Linked DNA regions of Mus musculus: all the other regions are linked to region 1. The links are chromatin contacts, called in public HiChIP or PLAC-seq maps. All regions are on one chromosome and are shown on one strand. Each heading gives the region's core, a stretch centred on a gene start, on an enhancer-like site or on the middle of the called end of the contact. The rest is flanking DNA. Distances are from core to core; before and after follow the strand shown.

What was found. HiChIP or PLAC-seq counts read pairs in DNA pulled down with a chosen protein or histone mark.
Region 2: an H3K4me3 HiChIP or PLAC-seq map of intestinal villus epithelium shows a contact between it and region 1, with 6 read pairs. The contact joins two enhancer-like sites. A contact is called at or near these places in 1 of 15 datasets of contacts at CTCF or cohesin (the NIH/3T3 cell line), 1 of 484 Hi-C or Micro-C datasets (nephron progenitors), 1 of 115 datasets of contacts at active chromatin or transcription factors (intestinal villus epithelium) and 3 of 9 other capture datasets (adipose tissue, liver and pancreatic islet).
Region 3: an H3K27ac HiChIP or PLAC-seq map of heart atrium shows a contact between it and region 1, with 17 read pairs. The contact joins two enhancer-like sites. A contact is called at or near these places in 2 of 115 datasets of contacts at active chromatin or transcription factors (embryonic fibroblasts and heart atrium) and 2 of 9 other capture datasets (adipose tissue and liver).

What each region holds. Positions count from the first base shown.
Region 1 is chr19:40,346,524-40,351,053 of GRCm38.p6, forward strand. It overlaps Sorbs1 (sorbin and SH3 domain containing 1), which reads right to left. Exons shown (of 29, transcript NM_178362.1): 16 at 3,376-3,490. Among named protein-coding and RNA genes, the nearest start is that of A930028N01Rik, 52 kb to the left of the region's middle. Within about 2 kb of position 1,953, at least 47 of the 459 cell types and tissues checked have an H3K27ac peak or open chromatin away from gene starts, as enhancers often do. A contact at or near this core is called in heart atrium and intestinal villus epithelium, where this site is marked.
Region 2 is chr19:40,462,528-40,467,057 of GRCm38.p6, forward strand. All of the region lies in intron 1 of Sorbs1 (sorbin and SH3 domain containing 1), which reads right to left. Among named protein-coding and RNA genes, the nearest start is that of Sorbs1, 49 kb to the right of the region's middle. Within about 2 kb of position 2,099, at least 44 of the 459 cell types and tissues checked have an H3K27ac peak or open chromatin away from gene starts, as enhancers often do. A contact at or near this core is called in intestinal villus epithelium, where this site is marked.
Region 3 is chr19:40,435,044-40,439,573 of GRCm38.p6, forward strand. All of the region lies in intron 2 of Sorbs1 (sorbin and SH3 domain containing 1), which reads right to left. Among named protein-coding and RNA genes, the nearest start is that of Sorbs1, 76 kb to the right of the region's middle. Within about 2 kb of position 2,773, at least 101 of the 459 cell types and tissues checked have an H3K27ac peak or open chromatin away from gene starts, as enhancers often do. A contact at or near this core is called in heart atrium, where this site is marked.

The DNA of each region.
Region 1 (4,530 bases), core at 703-3,202:
GAATGACGGCTTCGACACTGGCTCATTCTACAATCTAGGATGATGGCCTTTCATGAAACCTACTTCATATTTGTTATTCTTACAAAGACTATTTATAAACTGTTCCCTGGGAATAGGTTAGGGGTTTTGTTTTTGCTGTTTTTTTTTTTTTTAAATGTACTAACATACCAACTCTTTTGGGATGCTGCCAAAAAGTTACAATATTTACAGCCTTAAAAGAATTAACTTGTTTCAGTCTTGAATGCTGTTTGCTGGATAGCTGACTGCCAAGGCTAGTGCTGAGTAAAGAAAAGGTCATGTTAAATAACTTAGATCCAAAGCCTCGGTTCTGAGAGAGAGCTGCCCAGACATAAAGATAAAAAGGTATTACCCACAGTGCTCATACCTGCATTAGGTTGCCAGGTGTAACTGAGCAGCAACCAATCAAGAAACAGACTAAGAACGGACACCCCTGCTGGAAGCAAAGGGGGCTCTCTGTTCCCACAGCCATGACACCTCTACAGTGCCAGGGTCTGGTCTTTGCTGCTGTGGGCTGCTCTTTTTCCAGCCTGATAAAATCCACAGAACGGGCAAGTGGCTTGCCAGGCAAGTGTCACCTCCTCAAAGACAGTGTTGATGCTTGAACAGGAGCCAGAGAATTTGAAGCTGGTCAGCTTCAAATTTCAATTAAGTAAATCATGTGATTATGGTGTGTTTGCTTTATAATCTTCATGGCTCTTATACCCATATTACTCCCCCTGGCCATATCACCTGGTCCTCCGCCAGGCTGGAGGGCCAGATAATATTTCTACTCACAAACGGAAGCCTTGAGGTTCAAGGAGATTAAATGACTGCCCGAAGGCACACAGTAGAGTCAGGATTAGAACCCAGAGCTCAGGCCTCCCATAACCCATCCAGCATTCTGTAAACTATGCTATATTCCCACTGACCCTCCTACTAAGAGGACGAGAGAGACAGAGCTGGGTAAACCCCTCACTCACACTTACGTGTTGTTCATTTTGTGCCTGTAATTACTATCCCGATATCTGTCTTTGCTACCACACACCCATGAAATATAAACCCCAACACCCAGCCCAGGGCTCAGCATGAAAAAGCTGTGTCTATATATTGATTAAATGGGGCTCATGTCCTTTGGGGAGACTTCAGCAAAGAAAAGAAAAAGTATTAAGGAATAAAACCTAGACATTCCTGACAACTGGGACCAAACCACGCATCTCTAAGTCCAAGGCCGAAGAGAAAAGGTTGACTTACAGGCATGAAGTATTTAGATCTTTGTGAATATGCCAAACAGGTCATCAAGAATGGAAGTCACCCAGGGATTCTGAGGGTAACAGTGTTTTATGGGTTTGGGTAGTGGGAGCAAGCTCTAGGGCAAGAGAAGCCCCCACAGTCCATGTAGTTTAACATTCTTCCCAATGGCATCAATTAGCCGTGCCTGGGCCCATTTCTTAAATCAGCAGAATGAAGCAGGTTTGAACACCTCAAACGGAAGAAAAAGTGGGGTTTCTCTTTCTTCATGGAGAGACAAAGGAAACTAAAATAAAATCTAACATAGAGCCTACATCTGTCACCCGTTTACACGTTTGATAATGAAATGATTCTTTAGCTCTCTTCAAAAAATCTATGAATGGGGGTGCTGCTGAAACCCCAGCCAGCCAGATAACTCCAAAAGGCAAGGCTCACACTGAAAGGCTCCCATTGAAATTCACATAGCAGCTTTTCTGTTCACGTGACTAAAATAGCAGGACTTAAAAAAGATCAAGCATAATGGACCAATTCAGCCACTGTCAAAAAAAAATTAAGATTCAACTGAAATTCCTCTCTAAAACCGACAACTTCTCTTTGGAAGGAGGGAGCTAACTGGGCTGAAGGGCACTGAATTAAACTGTTGGATAGGTGCCCGCATGCCACTACGGGTGGGACGCAGGCCTGGAGCACTACAGGGGAGCTCCTGTACTGAGACACCAGATGGTGTTCTGCTGTCCTCGTAGACAGTCTCCACCACTCCAAAGATGGGCACTGTGAGGGCACTGCCCGGTGCTTGTAAAAAAAATAACCCAGTGATCCCAAGCACTGATAGCAAAGGAGAAAACAAAATAATGTCGCTTTCCTCGTTCTGTATAGAGGTGAGACAACTAAGACCAAGAGAAGGAAGGGGAAACAAAGACAACCTTAAGAAGAAGGGTGTGCCTTCAGTGTAGGCCTGGACAATCCATGAATGGCCATTGCCCAAATAAAAGCACCCAAGGGCCTCCAGAATCCCTGAGATCACTTGCTTGTTACTAAAGAGTGTGGCTTTCTTTCCAGGAACCCTTGGGTTGAAGGTTGCAGTTGCATTCATTATGCCTGGGATACTTCCTGGTGGCAGACAACTCCCTCTGAGGCAGGGAAGCAGAAGGAAGTCACTCAGCTTGCCTTTCGCTGTCTGCCCAGCAAACTCAAAAGAATGTTAGCTCTAAAAGTGTTTCTGTGAACCAGGGACCTTTTTCCTAATTAAAATTACTCGAGCACTTATAAAGACATCACACCTCATGTCAGTAAAAGTCTAATCAATTATCCCCTAAAAACGCACAGAACGGCAGGCTGTCAGCTCTCAAGGAGACTTCAGAATCTCCATCCTGCTCTCCAGCCAGAGGGCTGTGAAGCTGCAGGAGCTTTAGAGAGTCTTTGACCATTCCCCACAATTTGAGCCAGCTTTTCCTAGCGAAGGGTGAATGGAAGGAAGCAGGATTGGCATATACGAAACTCATCAGTTTGTAAAGTCTTCCTATTTCCCAGCAGTGGCTACTTTTCCATGGCAGCCTAGAATTTCCACACATTTTTCCCACCTAATTTTTATAGAAGTGTGAATTTGTGTAAGGGACAATAAGCCAAACTGATTTTTATGTTAGTTCTCAATGCTTTGCCAATCAAAGACAGCAGACCAAAAGATAAAACTCTAACAGCCTGGACTTTACCCCAAGTTACAACATTCTATTGGTTATCTTTGAATGATTTTAATGCTAGACTGGCCGTTTCTGTAATAGTCATCCATTTCGAACAAGAATTGCCTACAAAAAAATAATAACTTTTACTGAGTAACTTTGACAAAGTAGTACTCTTTTTTTTTCCTAAAATAAGTGAGATCAATCGCTGTTAGTAGAAAATTAAAATGAGTTAAACCACGCACAAATGGAACAACAGAGCCACAAAAAAAAAACCAGTTTTTTTAAAAAGCAGACTCAGGACTAATTTATGAAGACCTGCAGAAATGCAGAGGGTGAAAATACTTCAACTCTTTTCATTGTTCTAAACAAAGCAAGTCTATCTCTAGTGGGGAAAGAATAAGCTCCAACTACACAGGAGCAAACAAAAGACCTTTCATATGCACATTACCATCTTCTCATTGGTCAGGACCGAAGACTTGCCCGGCTGATATTCGTAAATGCTTTTGGGCTCTGCTCGGTATTTTCTCGTATCCACTTTCTTATCTGGGGGCTCCCAGTCGTTTCTGTAGAAGAAAAAAAATCCTATTTTCATGAAAATAGCACCGGCTTCCCACGAGGTCTGAACCTGGTTGGCTGTCGCCTTGATCAAGAATTTGTATATCCAAAGCATAAAAACTGGAATCAAGGCCAGTAATTTAGCTGTATTAGCCGGCTTCTCAGAACAACCCAATTAAATCTCTGTCTTGGCTCACAAGGGGCACGAGGTACCCTGTGCCTAAAACCTGGCACCAGGACTTGGAGATGGAGAGGGGAAGGAGGAAGGGGTATGCAGCAGGGTTCGTCCTGGTAAAAGGCTTTCTTTCACCTTGCTCTGCCTCTTGTGACTCTAACGTTCCCCAAACACGCCTGGACTCCCATACAATTTATGCAGAGCTGCCAGGCTGTGGTTCAAGCCCTAGTCACCCAGGTGATGTCAGTACTGTACAAACTCCTGGGGCATTCGCTCGCCTCAGTGTTAGATGGGGACCTCTGTGGCAGCATGCCATGGCCACAGCAGCCCCCACTAAACAACAGCTGTGTGCCCTGTGTTCTTTCTTGCTCTGTGCCTGAACCTGCTACATAGTCATCTCAGTTTGGGTCAAAGGGTTTTTTTTTTTTTTTTTTAAAAGATTTATTATTTGTCTGTGTGCTGGCTAACTTTATGTCAACTTGACACAAGCTACAGTGGTCTGAAAAGAGGGAACCTCAGTTGAGAAAATGCCTCCATTAGATCCAGTTATATGGCACTTTTGTAATAAATGTCAGGGAGGGTCCAGCCCATTGTAGGTGGGGCCATCCCTGCGCTGGGGGTCCCTGGTTTTATAAGAAAGCAGGCCAGTAAGCAGCACCCCTCCATGACCTCAGATTCAGCTCCAGCCTCCAGGATCCTGCCCTGCTTTAGTTCCTGCCCTCACTGCTTTTGGTGAACTGTTCTATGGAACTGTGAGTGACATCATCAACCCTTCCCTTCCCAAGATGCTTTTGGTCATGGTGTGTTCATCACAGCAATAGTAACCCTAATACCGTGTGTGTGTGTGTGTGAAAGGATAACTCTATGGCGTCG
Region 2 (4,530 bases), core at 849-3,348, 120 kb after region 1:
AGCCCAGAAACAGAGCTAAGTGGGAGACAGTTGTCCTTAGAAGGCAGAGTAACTAGGAGAGCTGAGTAACACACAATGGAATTCTCCTTAGCAGAGAAGTCCATGAACATCCCCAGAGGTATGTCCCGAGGAGTAGTGAGCTAGTGAGCTGCAACCTAGGCATGCTAGGCATCACTATTCGAACCAGCTTGAACTAAGCTTTAAAAATGTGTTCTTTGTACAGATTGCTGCTGGAGAGGGACCTCAAAGCAGCCACTAATCAATCAGCCATAGCACTTTGGCTTCCAAGAGTTTCCTAGCTTGGCTATACTCATCACCATACTAAATGGGAGAAAACAGTATTTAGAAAGAGGAAAGTCTCCGACTCGACAGCAGGGATCTACCCTCATGTTTGAGAAGTTAGCAGTTCTCATAGCATGACCTGTGAGCCTAACACCATTCAGAACTCTGGAGACGGTCTTCTCACGAAAGGCCCATCGTTACACGCCCTGAGGTGGTGGGGGTGGCAGTTAGAGGAGGAAGGAGAGACTGTAAACTGACCCAGCCTCTGCTGTCAAGGAAGAAGCAGAGAGCATATAACCATATAAGGGAAAAGTGGCTCCCTGTTGCATCTGCTTGCAAAGAGTTAAGGAATGAGATACAGCGCATGGTCTGAGAAGGGTGATGATCTGTGTTCTGGCCCTGCTGTGGATGGGCTGTGGGGCCTTGGGCAAGCTCCTGCACCCCTCTGACTGTTTCTAGTTCTCCAAAAAGCAAGGGCATACTACAGGTATCTGAGTTCTTATTCAAGAGTGATGTTCCACAATACTATAATATTTAGAACACTTGCTGTGGGAATTACAGACAGGCAGGGAGGAAGGAAGATAGGAAAAGGAATATGAAATATGACAAAATCTGTTATTACTGAATGGCGATAGCATTAAGAAAATATCCACTGTGGCTTCAAACCAAAGGCCAAGCACAGTCAGTGCTCACAAACCAATCTTCATAGGCTCTTATGGAACTATGGGCATGCTATACTTTTTACTTGTGGGCCACTCTGCAGACATACTACAGGGCAGTGGCGTCCACTCGTGTTAGTGAGAATGTCCTCATCATAAATAACACCAGAGCCCACGCTCCCTGATCCACAGAAGAGCAGGACAGAGGGCAGTCCACAGTATGAGACTCCCGATCAAATATGAAATGCCAATTAGGTCACTATGTAGGATCCCTGGGAGACAAGGACACTTAGACACCGATATACTAACTCACCTAACTGTTCAATGAAAACAGAAGAAGGCGAGAGAGGATGAGAGCAGCCTGTCTTCCCTCTACTTCCCCGACAGGCAGGTTGCCCTGGGGGCAGAGATGGATTTCTACCTTCAAGTCACACACGTGGTGGCTCAGGAACTGGAGTGCTAAAACCAGGACTGAAATCATATGCGAAGACATTTGTCCATGGACAAATTGTTTCCGCCTGGCTGACTCAGTTTCCTTATCCAGGGAAGTGGGAACACTGTAAGACCCCATACCTCATGGAGTTACAGAGATCTGAAGGGATTGACACACAACAGGGCTCAGCACAAGGTTCACTACAAAAAAGCCTGTTGTCGCCTTCGGGAAAGGAGACCAAAGTTTTCATCCGATATCGAAAGTCCATGATGCAATAAAAAGTATGACCTGTTCAGAAACCTGTTCCTGGCATGGAACTAAGGCCATCCTTTGAGAGGGACCACTTTTTCCCAAGACTTCCTATCTTTCCAGGAGACAGGAATTAGAGGTTCTCTGGGTTCCCTGAACCCACGGGACACAAAAGAGAAAGCATAATCCTAGTACTTGGGATTTCTGAGTTCGCGGCCAGCCTGGTCTACAGAGTGAGTTCCAGGACAGCCAGGGCTAAACAGAGAAACCCTGTCTCGAAAAACAAACAAACAAACAAACAAACAAACAAAATTTTTTGCACTGAAACAAAGCTGTGGCTTGGAAATGCCTCCCTGGATTGCTTAAGGCCCCAGTTCCAAAGAAGAACAAAATCAAGGAGGGATCCAAGTCCAACTTCAGTTCCCACACACGCAGTTCCCGCTCACACCCAGCCAGGCAGAGCATGAGAGAGAACGTTCCCGGCAGGCTGGTGGTGTCTAGTCACCTCATCTGCTGGGGACCCGTGACATGCAGCAGAGTAATAGGTGCACAGGAAGGTGACATGATGGACTGGTGCGTGCAGATGACCCAAAGCTGAGGTCCTGATATGAAGGGCTAAAGGGACCGAAGTAGTAAGAGCTGAGGAGCGATTCCACTCTCAGCTCTGCTGCTCTCAAACCTCGCACACATGCAATGACTAAGCCTCGATTTCCCCATCAATAAAACCAAGGTGAGGAAATTAACTGTCCTGGCCTCACGGGGGAGTTGTAAGGATCGCATGAGATCATCCGTACAGTCACTGAGCACGGTACCTGACCCACGGAAGGGCTCATTTGATTAATGGCAGCTGTTGTCCCAGTCACAGTTATGTTGAGGACAATGAGGCATACAGTAGGCAAAGGTTAACATGACTGAAAGACTGTGTTACTTACTAGGTTTTAGATTGTTCAATGTTGTTGCATTAAAAAAAGAAAAAGGAAATAACATCAAGGCGGGTTTATAGGGAGAAACAGCAGCACACGGGATCAGAGACCCAGGTTCAAAACCACTCTAACTGCAAAACCTTACACTTGGCTCTGTGGCCCAGAAAGTCCCACACAGCCAGCAATGAAGAGAGAGGACACATGAGGGTCTAACAGAAAGTGTTGGCTCAAACACCATACATCTGCTCTCAACTAAAACAGTGTCACCTCCATTAAATCAAGGCAGGCAACACTAACACACAGTTACATCTATGACTGACCAGCAACAGCAGATATATTATTAATAAATAATGCTCAAAGCAAAGGTTATTTTGAAGTAAATAAGCATAAAAATAACAACAAAAGGACATCATTGATGACAGGAAGATGGCAATGCAGTTCCCATGGCAACCCTGGCTCCCTATGTCCTCGGTTCCATCTGTTATCCCTCCCATACTCCCCACCTTGCTACCCCTCGGACATACTGAGGATGGGTTCAAAAGGACTCGTGCTTTTCACAAAACAAAAACAGTTTCTTTCCAATATAAAAGAAATTCCTGTTCACCAGAGAAAGCAAGGAAAACAATGGAAGTCTCACAATAAATGCACAGAGCTACCATTCCATGCTAACACGTTAATGTATCGCTGCCCTGCCCCTCCAGCTCTGGCCTTGAGGCAAATCATTTTTATTGAAAAACCGAATGTCACACTGAGTTTCCTAAGACAGCAAACATTTCCGAAGATTCAATAAAAGCAGTAAAACTCGGAGCAGTCTAAGACTGGCTGGCGAATGGAGACGATACAAGTGTATAATCGCCCCCTCTCCCCCGCCCAGCATGAATGCAGGCATACATCAGTTGGATCTGGCCTCAGATACCCTTGGAAACCTTCAGAATATATTTAAGAAGTTTAACTCTGAGCATCAAGACAAGAACCCCAGTCAGGTAGTGGTTCATGCCTTTAATTCTACCACTGGTGAAGCAGAAACAGAGGCAGGTCGTTATCTGTGAGTTTGAGGCCAGCCTGGTCTACAAACCAAGTGCCAGGACAGCCAGGGCTACACAGAGAAACCCTTGGGGGAAAAATTTTAAAAAGCCAAGAACCCCACCCATTAAAACGATGTTCTTTCAGTATCAAAGTGTCTACCATTTCAAAGGAGCATTTTTGAAAATATTTTTTTTAAATCCAAACCTCTTATGTGTACCTTGGCACAAAGCTGGGTCAGTGCTAAGACAGAATTTCAAAATATGCTTTAATTACTCCTAATGTCACTGATACCATCCTATCAGACCCACATAAATCAAAATCACGGTGATGAAGAAAAATAAAACTGAACCTTTCCGTAACACAGTGGTTGCTTAGAAAACAGGAATTTATGACAACTCCCTTTGGTGCTACCCCATAAAACCATTTCCAACACAGTTTATGCCACAGCAGTGAGAAGAAGACTGCTCACCAGCCCACTGAACTGTGCCTTAGATTTTTCCAGAGGTTACACGTATCTTAGGGTAAGAAGACTAAGCTAAACCCTAGGGCAAGCTGGAGAACACCAAACAGCTATCTATCAGGAGCGTTTATGGACAGGTTCTGGAATTTAGCTGAGGCTAATCCCAAATTCAGAATTCGAGATCCTCCTGCCTCCACCGCCTAAGTGCTATTACAGGTCTGTGCCACCACAAGGGTCAACTCACCTTTACCAAGTACTGAAATACACCTACTCCTAAATTTATAAAACATGGGTCCCAACACCAGCTTTCTAGTTAATGGGGACCTGAGTGAGTCACTGGCACTCAGAGTGAAACATGGACCGGCCCTGGGGTCAAAGTGAGCCCCTATCATCCTAAGAGCCTGTTTCTTATCCCTTCACTCCAAAGCCAAAAACATCTTACATCAAACATGGCCTACTCCTAGGAGATTACTAAAATGCACTCAATTTCAGGCTGTC
Region 3 (4,530 bases), core at 1,523-4,022, 89 kb after region 1:
AGGGTTGGGAGGCAGAGAGCTACAGAGTCTGGAAAGTTCTTTAAAAGGCTCCGAAGCCCTCCTAGCACTGGAATGTTCTATTAGTGTCTGGGCCACAATAAAGGGAGCGGGGTAGAAGCTGAACAAAGCACTTGAGAAAAAGATAAGGCCTTGGATGAGTTAAAACAGTGGGGTATGAATAACCTTCAGGAGTGTGAGACTGCGTGGGCCCTAGAGGACAGCTTTGGGTGTTGCACTTGTTTTGTTTTCATTAAAGGCAGCGTCTCGCTCACTTGGCACTCAACAAGTAGATGAGGCTGGCTGGCCATCCAGCTCTGACTGAATGAGCCACTCTGCCTGACTTCATGTGGTTTCCAGAGATGGAACTCGGGTTCTTACAAGAGAACTCGGGTTGTCCACTGTACCGGCTGAGCTATCTCCCTAGCCCCGTCTGCAATTTTAAAGTTGTTCTCTTGTCAAAAAGAGAGGCAAAGAGGTAAAGAAGCTGCTGAAGTGGCCACTGTAATACGACAAGAAAAACTTGCCATGTGATGCTGCCCCATCCAACCACAAGGAGGATCTTTTTGGGAGGAAAAACCCATGAAAGCAACTGAGGCAGAAGACAGACAGGTATGAGACAGGCCAGCCTCAGCTGCTTTAGGAATGGCAGGTTTCCAGGTCCATCAGATCCTTGGCAAAAAAAAAAAAAAGTGACATAACTGCCATTGATGAATCAGTGATCCTTCAAAAATCTCCAGGATGGAGAATGGGTTGAAAGAAGGTTCTAGAAGCATACCAAGAAATCTCACATCAGCATCCATAAAAGTTCAAACCTAGACAATTAAATAAATGAATATCTAAGAAAAGCAAATACTGACTGCCACGAAAGGACATATGTTCACAATGAATAAGTACGGAGCTAATCAGCTGCCTTTCAAGATTAGATATATTAGATGGATGTGGGGGTCACTGGATCTCTAATGAAGCTCTGTATTTCCCTGTGAAGATGATAAAAAGAATTATCATGTCAGCATGATGTCAGCATGATGTCAGCAATCCAGCAGACTTACACAAAGACTAAGTCACCACCCACTAAATGTAACCAATCTGTGGCAGGCATCTGAATCTAGCCCTGTCCTGGACATTTTGATAAATAACATAGCTAAAGATGACCAAAGGAGGGAGGGATCACTACCCCTCTAGACCCTGTTACGACTGGTTTCTAAAAGGTCTTCAGATTTTTAAATGAATTATACCTAATATAGTAGAATCAGAGATGAAAGAACATAAAGTCTACATGTAGCAGATGGACGTTGGAGGCAGGAGCATTTCATGGACTGCTGACTTAGTAGAAGGAATGGCACACTGAGACCCTTTCATGACCCTCAGAGAGAGTCACTTCAGCACACAGTTCTAAGGATGGTCTTGCCCTCTCCCACAGCCTCCTCCAACAGTCTATCTGTAACCACAGTTCCCTATTACAACATGAAAAAGTTAACTCATGGCTGCAGGAAGACTGGAGCCCGAAGCCTGGGTACAGCTGCCACGGACTGCAGCTCTTCAGGTCACAGCCTAGGAACTTTCCATGAGCTACAGCCTCTCAGAACCAATGCTGACTGACCTGTCTCAAGATTTCAGATTGTCATTCTTGAGACTAGCCTGTGTTGGGGGCTCCTGTGGACAGGCGAGGGAACGTCAGAAACTCTTTAAGGTTGGTGACACATTGCTCACTCAGTGACCTATGACTGACAAGTTATGATCCCTGATTGGAAACGCCTGGCTGAACTTCTTACTTAGCTCATCAGTCAGACGGGCATCTTTGGACTTATTTTTTCCAAGGAAGGGGACGTCCCGGGAGGAAATAAGCAGATGCCAAGCAGAGAATATAGCAAATCAAAAATCCTTCCTGACACAGGCCAAACTCTTGGCTGATGCACTTCTAGCTCAGTGCCTGGAACTCCGACCAACCCTGGGAGGATCAGACGCTCCCATGTGGCTGGAAGCCAACAAGGCCCAAAGCGACTTCAGAAATCCCTGAGACCAAAAGCACTGGATTTCTTCCAAGACACGGGATTTCTAAATCCTGTGAGCTTAAAGGTCACTGTACATAGTGTAGTTCTTACTTTAAAAAAAAAAAAAAAAGAGGCAAAAAGGAAAGGCATACAGAAATGCCTAGGGAAACAATGTTGCAGAGTTCCAAAAGAAGGGAAAGGCGGCCAGGCACCATGGTGGCTCATGGCTACAATCACAGCTCTCAGGAGGCTGAAGCAGGAGGACTGAGTCCCAGGCCAGCCTTGGCTACACAGTATCTCTCAACAAACAAAACAAAACGAAACAAAAAGCAAAAGAAGCAAAAGAGCCTTTTAAAACCTCTGTTCTCCAGTGACTTTTCAACAACAACAACAACAACAAAGGCAGTTTTAGCCATCTACTATTTGGTTAGTTACCAAAGGAGCCTAAGGTTCAAACCAGTCATGACGCTCACTGCCAATGGTCAACTCTGAACTGACCCTCAGAACTTGTGATCAGTGGGAATGGGGAGCAGAAAAAATATCCAAGCAGGCATTTCTAGACAGCCCAGTTCCAAGGTTGGGTCTTGAAACACACAGATTCACTTTTCTCACTGACACCAAAGCATCCTGCTGCCTCCCCACTTAAGGCTTCCCTTATCCTGTGGGCTGTCAGATGAAACATCCACTGTGTGCCGTTCTCGACACATGCTAAGAGTGAGAACAGCCAGGACAGGTGAAAGCAAAGGCACTGAATATCTGACACCACAGCTCCGAATGTGCAAGCCCTCTATTTACTTAGCAACAGTTGCTAAGATTCAGCCTGTCCAAAGATAAACCAGGACAAAGCGGAAAGGGAAAGGGAAGCGGGAAAGGGAAGCGGTGAGGTAAGGACTGCCGTAAACCTGGCACCGTGCAGGGGAAAAGCTCTTAGTGTTGTCAGGACACTGTTCCCCTCCCCAGGAAAGAAATCCGATGCCACAACACTCTGGGCAGTTGCTGCAGCCAGGCACTAAGAAGAGACAGAAAGCCACCATCTTCACACACAAACACATTTGCAAACCATCATGGCACATGGCACTGGGAACAGCAGGAGGGGGAATCTGAGTCCTTGCTTTGCCTGGAACAAACCCTGAGATGTAGGTCTCTGCAAACTATACAATGAACGAGCTATGGGACCGGAAAGATGGCTCAGTGGTTAAGAGCTTGTTCTGTTCTTGCAGAGGATCCTATTTTCATTCCCACCAGCCATGTCCAGCTCCAAGGAATCCAACTTTCTTCTGCCCTCCGAAGAGACTTGTGCCCATGTGCACATTCTCACACACAGATGCACACAGATGCACATAAATAATGGAGCAAATGAGTTAGAGTTGCTAATATGGTTTCCTTGCAGCTTTAACATTCAGTTCTCTACCAATACCACAGTGAAGTCCACAACCACCCAGAGGGCACATACCAAGCACCATGTGCCACACTCTGCTAGGTACAGGACAGTCTTACGCTCAAGGAAACTTCCAACCCACAAATACGAAAGGCCAGAGCAAGCATGGACAATGCACACGTGGCGTACACAGGGTGAAGGGATGTAGCAAAAAACAGAGCAAGAAGCAACCGTCAACACCTTGCCTGGAACGAAGCCTAAGCCAAGACTTGAGGTAGGAGTTAAGTAGTGGAAAGGAAGGGAGAAAAAGGGTTAGTTAAGTTCATCTGGTGAGTGTCAAGCTAAAGAAAGGCAAAAAGGAACAGCAAGTCCAAGAGAACCCAATAATGGCCGACACGACATGCCCGAGAGGAGACCTGAAAGATAAAGGACTTATCTACCATGCTGGGAAGAGAATCTCACAGCATTACTGAGCCTTTGCCTCTCCTGCTGCTCACCTCAACAACTCCCTAGACAATCACCTCTCAGAGTCAGAAACCGTTCACACACCAGATCTACTTATACCAACAGCACAGCAAAAACCTAACTCCGACGCCCCAGACCTGGACTTTCAAAAGTTCCCAAGCCTCAGCTGACTTCCTGAACAGCCGCAGCACCTGCGAGCATGGCGGCTCCCAGAGGCCTGCTTTCAGTTCTTAAGCAGCTCATGGTGCCTGGCCCACATCAGCTGTCCCAACTAGTTTCCATCTTCCTCAAAGCCACAACCACATCCCGCCTACTGCTTTCCCACTCCGAAGATGGTCTCAGCTCCCTCTGTTCGAGGGAATGACTGTCCAGCAAGCATCGCATAGCAATAGCCCAGGTTTCTTCCTAGATGGCCTAGACAAAGCCACAGGACTCTCTATAAGGACTGAAAGAAGAAGAAGAAAAAAAAAAAAGTAGATGTGATTAAAAAAAAAAAAAAAAAACAGGGCTGGAGAGATGGCCCAGTGGTTAAGATGGCCCAGTGGTTAAGAACACTGACTGCTCTTCCAGAGGTCCTGAGTTCAAATCCCAGCAACCACATGGTAGCTCACAACCATTTGTAATGAGATTTGATGCCCTCTTCTTGTGTGTCTGAAGACAGCTACAGTGTGCTTATATACATAAAGTAAATAAATA